Regions from separate parts of the Gossypium arboreum genome. Here all the other regions are linked to region 1. A link is a contact called in public Hi-C data. All regions are on one chromosome and are shown on one strand. The core of a region is the stretch at or near the end of the contact, and the rest is flanking DNA. Distances in the headings are between cores, read along the strand shown. Region 1 holds the start of LOC108483204 (polyadenylate-binding protein 2-like). Region 2 overlaps LOC108481487. Region 3 holds the start of LOC108482397 (ethylene-responsive transcription factor RAP2-1-like).

Evidence for each region. A called contact is a pair of places that touch in the nucleus more often than the background predicts.
Region 2: a Hi-C map of leaf shows a contact between it and region 1, with 3 times the contacts expected there. The contact joins the enhancer-like site here to the promoter of LOC108483204 in region 1. A contact is called at or near these places in 2 of 5 Hi-C or Micro-C datasets (both in leaf).
Region 3: a Hi-C map of leaf shows a contact between it and region 1, with 1.9 times the contacts expected there. The contact joins the promoter of LOC108482397 here to the promoter of LOC108483204 in region 1. A contact is called at or near these places in 2 of 5 Hi-C or Micro-C datasets (both in leaf).

Annotation. Positions count from the first base shown.
Region 1 is chr1:80,061,920-80,064,619 of ASM2569848v2, forward strand. LOC108483204 (polyadenylate-binding protein 2-like) reads left to right here and starts at 1,278. Exons shown (of 9, transcript XM_017786475.2): 1 at 1,278-2,120. The coding sequence starts at 1,868.
Region 2 is chr1:79,469,235-79,471,934 of ASM2569848v2, forward strand. All of the region lies in intron 2 of LOC108481487, which reads right to left. Among protein-coding and RNA genes, the nearest start is that of LOC108481487, 14 kb to the right of the region's middle. Within about 2 kb of position 1,262, at least 1 of the 2 cell types and tissues checked has an H3K27ac peak or open chromatin away from gene starts, as enhancers often do. A contact at or near this core is called in leaf, where this site is marked.
Region 3 is chr1:79,136,284-79,138,983 of ASM2569848v2, forward strand. It overlaps LOC108482397 (ethylene-responsive transcription factor RAP2-1-like), which reads left to right and starts at 1,257. Exons shown (of 1, transcript XM_017785523.2): 1 at 1,257-2,367. The coding sequence starts at 1,665. The coding sequence ends at 2,117.

The DNA of each region.
Region 1 (2,700 bases), core at 28-2,527:
ACACAACGCGACCGAAAACGCGACCGCAACCGCAATTTAAATCCCTGCCATGGACCATCCAACAACACGTCCCCAACATCACTAAATTTAACCAGGTAATAATCATGCTCCAAATCAACTAGTTGCAATCTCCCAAACGGCAACCAAAGAAGTTGTAACCAATTAATGAGAGCTCTATATCCAATAGTTTTCCCCCGGTTAATAATCACATCCTCCGGCAAAACTTCAATCTCATCCACCAAACTCCAAGCACTTACAACATCCCCCCTCCATTAGCCGTCAACTTATCTTCATAAGATAACTTTCCCACAGAGGCTTCAGCAAATCTTGATCATCATTCACCAACGTAGAATCCTCTTTGTTCTTCACTTTTTTCGTCACCCTCTCCAACTAAGAAGGGATAGAAGATGCCGGTCGTTCGAAAGCCGATGGTACTGTAGAGCCTATTGATATTTCTATAGGATAAAAACACTTTTTAAGTAATATACTATTTTTTAAGTAATATACTATTTGTTATTAAAAAGAAGGGTTAATTATTATTTAAATAATGTTAAAGTTAATTATATTAATTAATTAATTAATTAATTATTATTTTGAATAATATTACTTGACATTAATTATATAAAATAAAATTATATTATATATTAAATATGTTAATTAACTTTAATCATTATTTAAAAATTTCTATTATAGCATTTAGATTGAAAAGTTAATATATTTTAATTATATTTAACAATTAAAATAAAATATTATTTTACTCTAATTACTCTAATTAAAAATATAATATTTAAAAATAATTAAATAATAAATATGTAAAATCACATATGAGTTTAAAAATTGGGAGATAAAAACCATCCGTTCTATTTTCAGACTTTGGCCGAAGATTTACTAATATTTTTATTTTAAAAGGGAGTACTACACCCTAAATACAAGATAAACATAATTGAAATACAACTAAACATGGTTTATTAGAAGACTCCAATTAAAAACAAATAAAACAAACAGCACAACTAATTGGCCAAGTCAAAACAACACGCATTGCGCAAAATAACAGGGTTCGGTTTTATATTTTACAGTGAATTTTTTATAAAAACAAATTATTGTATTTAAAAATTTTACTATATCTTATCTTATCAGTTCTAACGAATCATTTCAAAATATCATCCGTTAACTTTTTAAAATTCTCAATAATTATCTGTAGGATGTATTAAAAGATAATAAAATTATATATTTTTCTTCTCAAAATGCTGATTAACAAAAAGAAAGCATTAAAATTATCGAACAAAATAGCTTTTGAGTTTGAGAATAAGATTGATGACGTAAACAGAACACAAAAAAGGAAGAAACTTGGTATAACTGTTGACGGCTGACATTGCCACGTGTAATTTCACCGCCCATTGTCACGCAAGCACCCTGATTTTGTCAGACGGCTAAGATCTGATTTCCATTAAAAGGATCAGACGGCGGATATTAACTTTTCTCAAACTGTCTCACCTATAAAAACGACACAGTTCCTTCTTCGCCGGTGCGGTGCAGTTTCTCTGCCCTCCTCCCCCCAAAACCTTTCTTATTATTTAAAAAATATATATTTTTCCCCCAAAGCTCATATATTTTCCGTCGGCGTTGTCTTCCGTCCGGTTCTCCTCCGGATTTCCGACGATTCTATCCCTATTTATCACTCCCTCTCCTCTTCATTCCCCAAAACACCAAAAAAAAAAAATTCCCACATATTTTGAACTTTAGTTCTAAAATCCTTTTTTTCTCTATAATTCTGATTTAATAGAGATAGGAGAGGGAAGCAAAAAAAAGGAAAAAATCCGAAAAAAGGAGAAGGATCTAGGAGAGTTAGGGCTAGTTTATTTTGAGGATGGCGCAGATTCAGGTTCAGCATCAGGCGCCGGTTTCCGGTCCAAATGGCGTGGCTCCGGGAGCTTCCGGAGGAGCGCAATTCATGCTTACGTCTCTCTATGTCGGGGATCTTGATGTTACCGTTACCGATGAGCAGCTATACCAACTGTTTAGCCAGGTGGCTCCGGTCGCATCAGTTAGGGTTTGCCGGGACTTGGCGAGCGGCCGCTCTCTTGGCTATGGCTATGTCAATTATAACAACCTTCGCGATGGTTAGACTTCTACTTGACTGTAAAAGATTAGTTTTTTTATCTAGTAATTTAATAATTTAAGGCTGCTCGGCGTAGTTACTTTGATTGAGAATTATTCTACAATGTGAACATAGATTATTGAATTTTTGTAATCTTAATGAATATATGGTTATTTGATAACTTTGATTTATTAAGGATTTGTAGATGCTGTTTGAACGGATCCGCTCTCTAGGCATTATTTAAGGATTATTTATTCATTATTTTAACAAAGCTTTTCTCATAACACATTGTTGAAAATTTCTTTTTAAAGGGAAAGAAAAGTCCTGCATTGATGACATAATGGTCAGTTCTTGATTACTTCCCTAAAGTAATTTAATTGAGAATTTTAGGTGTATTATTGTATTTATGCAATTTGCCGATTTCCTTTTGTGCTAAATTGGAATGTCTTCAGTTACTGTAACTATAATTGAAGTTGAAGTACCGACCTTAGTTTTATGCTTGGCTTCAGGATTGTACAAATTTCCTGCAATTTGTAGATATAAGAATATTTCTCAAAAAAGTTGAGCTTTGATGTTTGAGTGTTTAACCACTTTTGCCTGGC
Region 2 (2,700 bases), core at 12-2,511, 590 kb before region 1:
TTTATATTGAATTATATTATATTTAAAGTATTATTTTTATTAACTATGCAAGAATTACATTATTTTAGTTTTAAATATCATATGTTATATAATTTATATTGTATATAATACATTTATATAATATAAGCTAATATATTATATTATGTATATATTATCTACGAATTAATATAGTTATATTTATTATTAAAAATATAAAAATGACGAGTAGGGAGTATTAATTTACAATATGTCAAAAATCTTGTCCTATAAAAATACTTTAAAATGATTAAGAATTATTTTATTATTATAATATTTTGAATACCAAATTAATTGATATATTTTAATTATGCTTACTAATTAATATTTTAAATAATGTTACTTTGCATTACTTACTTAAAGTAAAAATATTTAGTTTAAATCACAAAATTTAAACGCATAAAATCACGTGTAATGTACATGTTAAGGTAATCATGGGTTAAGTTAGGCCATGCTAAAATTTGATTTTAAAAGGAATTTTAAGCTTGAGTCCAAGCTCGCCTAACTTAACCCAACCAATGATCTATTTTATTGTTTAAGAAATATGTTACGAATGATTTTATATTAACATTAATTAAAGTTAAATGATAATGATCTTAAAGTTATTTAATTTTATTTTAGATCGGATCAAGTTGGCCTGTCGTTAAGAAATTTTTACCCAAATTTAATTTAAGGTAAATTAGATAATCAAGCCGGATAAATCACTGATTCTTGAATATATCTAAATGTATGATACTAGAATTATAGTTCTTTTAAATACATAAAAATTTATTGAATTATGGCACACATGTGACTGAAATAATTATATAAAAATATTTTATAAAAATCAAATGAGATTTTGATTCAAATGACAAAGCTTTGAAGATTTTAATATCATATGTTCAAATCTTATATCATCATTTATTTTAGATTTAAATTGTCTTTTTATAATTTTAATAAAAATACAAAATAAAAACCCTCGACTTCTTAAATAATTTTTTAGACATTTTCCAACTCACTTATTGTGGGATCAACTCATGAGATTAATTGAATCGGAAGTAAATGCTATGGTTTGAATTTTATTTTGATATATTTATTATTCTCAATATATTAGGGTATGGTAGTTAGGGTTTGTAAAGCAACAGTATGTTTTACTTTTAGTTAAATAAAGTGAAATGAGGTATGATATAACTTTACTTTTTTTATGATGATGGAATGTGGTCCATAGACACGTGCAAATGATGCCATTGTCTTTCTAATCATGCCTTCCCACCGTTTCTTCCACTGTGTGGGATCCACTCCAGTTATCTATATCCGACTATCCCTTCTATTCTATACCTTTCATCTACGTACACATTCATTTTTCAGTTTTAATAATAATATCTTAATAAATATTTTTAATTCAAAGTAATTTTTTTTGTAATCACAATTTTTCATATCGGTTTTAAAGTTTAAAATTAATTCTATTGAAATCGGAAGTGATATTGAAATAAATTTCTTTTAATAATGAAATTATAATATATTCAACTTTTGTATTTAACCCCAACATTGTCCATTAATACTTATATTCACACACTTCTCTTCTTTTACATGAAACACACAAATGTAAATAAAATAATTGATGATGGTGTATTTTTCATAATATAAATACTATATTTTATTATATTTATTATGCGAGTGAACGAAAATATTTTATATTAAAAATATATTTATATAAATATATCAGTTAATAGTTAGTAGTGGAGTGAAAATGTTTTTAATATAAATTGTTGATCCTTTGTTCAATTCTTAAATGTTCTTTTAGTTATTTTATTTAAAAATTATATAAAAATATAAAAGATGAAAATATCTTTAAAATAATATTAATTACCTTTTAAAATTAAAATATTTTAATAATTTCACATATGAATTTATGTTAAGTTAACTTATGCCAATAACTTAATTAACCACTTTATTTATAGTATATATGTATATATTTAAAATGATATTTTTATATAAATTTTGAAATAGTTTATATTTTCATATTAAGCTGTTGTTGTTTGTGATATTAAAAAATCTCAATTTTATGAATTTCTAGAACGAAAACAAAACAAAACTGATACACACCCTTATTTTTCATTAGCTAAGGAAGAAAGAAGTTTGTAATTATTAGAAACATTCCACCCATTTGATAAATTTTGACTGTCCATTCATAGGACAGCAAGTGTCCTAAATTCTGATCAAGTATTTGCACAAAATATGATTTTCCAAAATAAAATATTTTTTCATGAACATACATGCATGTAATTTAATGATTGGGTCAACCCAACCCTTATTCTCTGAAAGTGGAATAAGACAATGGGATTTTAAGTTCAGTTTTGATGAGCTGCAATTTTTCTGGTCTTTGTTCGGTGGTTTTTGGTCCAATTCTAGGACACCTCATTCGTTTCTGCTTTCGTTGAATCATTGCCCAGCTTTTGTTTTTCACACCGCAAAGGTAAAACTACCATAGAGTAACTTTTTCTATTAAAAAAATAAACAAATTTAATTTATGCACGTTAAGATAAAAAGTAAATTAATTATTTAATTAAAATTTTATTTATTTATACTATTAAAAATTAATATGGCTGATAAAATATCAAGACAAGAATACTTTTGTGTGTCATGTGTATCTCATATTAATATACAATGACTAATTTTTAACAATATAAATGAATGAAAATTTTA
Region 3 (2,700 bases), core at 7-2,506, 930 kb before region 1:
CCCCAGATTCTCCTCTCGAAAAACCAATATGTTAAATACTTTCAACATTTTAGTGGGTATGTAATTATTTAGGGGTATATATGTGGAATGTCGCCTAAAACCAACTTATGCACTATAATCCATTACTATTGCCGAGTGTTTAATGATGATATTTGATAATAAATTAATTTGGGAAACATATTCCATACTAAGAAAAGAAACAAAACACAAATTAAATAACTATGTCGGCATATCAAAACCTTTCAAGCAGCTACGTGAGGGTTTTTTCATCCTCACCGAAAACAAAAAAGAGCGAGTATTTGTATATATTTAAATTGGATGATTGTCAAATTGTTTTATAATCATAAATATAAAATAATGATACATAATATCAAATTTAATCATCATATCTTTTCTTTATTTTAAATTTTTTATTAACGTGACATATTAGATTAATAATGTTATGTCAACATAAAATTATATGTAGACTGTTATGTAAGTTATCATGTCAATATTATTAAAAAATTAATATTTTAATCATCATTTTCATTAAAAATTATTTAATTTTTTTCTTTGAAAGATGACAAAACATATAAATGTTATAGATTATTATGCTAATAATAATTATGCAATTAATCATGATAATTTCGAGAATAAATACTAAGGATGACAAAAGATGAAATGGAGAATATTTTTTGTCTTAAATTATGATTAATTAATTATATTAAGAATTTCTATAAAATTAATTATTTTAAGCATTAAATTAAATGATTATTTAATTTAAACAAATTGATTAATTTGTATAAAATTTTAATTAATTAACTAAAGTAAACTTAACTAATTAAGATGGTATTTGATAAATTAGAATAATTAAGAGTTGAAATTTTAAGTATTGAAAATTATATTCTAAATTTAAATTCTAAAATATGTTTGATATATTTTCTAAAGTTAAGTGCAAAATATAATTAGAATGTTTGATAAAAATAATTTTAAAAATTTAAAGTTAAAAGTATTTAAATGGTGATGTTAAAAGAAAATGAAAAAATTGAAAAAGAATCTATATAGATAGCTTTTCATATTTTTATTGAAAAAAAATTCTATAGCTGATTTTTATTATAGAAATATTAAATGTATTGAAAATTATTATTTTTAATTAATTTAATTTTTCCATAGATCATCAAACAAAAGTTTTATATATTAAGACTCCATACTTAAAATTCCATAAATCTCAATCTTGTCAAACACAAACAACCACTCGTGGGCTGAAATGGAGAAATATGTTTCTACTAAAATAGTAGATCATACTACACTACTACTTTCCCTACAATCTTTTTATATAACTTTCGTTTTTAGTGTAGGCTTTAGAGAAAAAGGACAAGGAGGTGATGGATTTTGTCGGCCAAATTTGGATTTATCTTTAAGGAAGATCAACGTGGCGGCCGTCCCTCACGACAGATTTGCAGCCAAGTGGGAAACTAATGCTTCTTGCTTCTGCAGTCTCCCCTCTACCTCCCTCTTTATCTACTATCTTATATATATGTATCCTTTTCCAAAACCAAACTAATCTCCTGCTTCTTTTGTTTTTCTAAAATGTTGTGGCTTTCAAGTTGTAATCTTTGGAAACAAAATTGAAAACCCATAATAAAAAGAAAGGTTTATTTTAGTTTAGGGTTTAGGGTCTTTCAATGAAAGGTGATTATTGTTCAAGTTCAACAAGTGGAAAGAAGCAAAGAATGCAACACCACCAACAACCGTTCAGAGGGATAAGGATGAGAAAGTGGGGGAAATGGGTGGCTGAAATCCGAGAGCCAAACAAGAGGTCTAGGATTTGGTTGGGTTCTTACTCCACACCCATAGCCGCTGCTTGTGCCTACGACACCGCCGTCTTCTACTTGCGTGGACCTTCCGCTAGGCTCAACTTCCCTGACCTTATATTACAAGAGGACGATGAACTTAGAGACATCTCACCTGCTTCCATACGCAAGAAGGCCACCGAGGTCGGTGCTAAAGTCGTCGCGCTGCACACCACCTCCCTTCATCATCATCATGCTTCTAATTCATCGGAATCATCAAACCCTCCTCGAGTTTTCTCCAAACCCGATTTGAACAAGTACCCTGAAACTTCTGATGAAGATTGAAAACAATCTATATAAAGGAAAAAAAAAAATCTACAACTTGATTCTGTTTGATAAGTTTAGGTTTTCATATTCAACACAGCTCTATCAAGACCTTCAATGACTTGTTCTGTAACAAAAATTCAAGCAGTCATAATTCAGTTAAAATCATGAAGTCAATAGATATATAGAATGACTACTGGTTTAGCTAATTAAGTGGTTAGCTAAAATAGTGATTGCTGTTGAAGTCTTAATTAATAATTTCTTGAACAAATTTGGCTTTTGAAGCCTTTTAAACTATATATTATTACGTGTTTATTCATGATGAAAAAAAGTTACGGAAATTAGAGGGAGATCAGAGAGGAGCTTGTGTACGCGTGTTTCCATGTAGACAAAATAGATAAGGAGATAAGGGTGATATAAATATATATAAACAAAAGAGAAAGAAAGCAGAAAAACAGAGCCAAATTAGAGAGAAGGTGACAGGGGCGTAGCCATGGGGGAGCGCCTCGGCCCCTAAAATAGAAAATTGCATTTTAAGCCTTGAAATTTTTAATAAATTTAAATTAATAAAAATAAAATTCTACTTTGCACCCTTAAAATTATA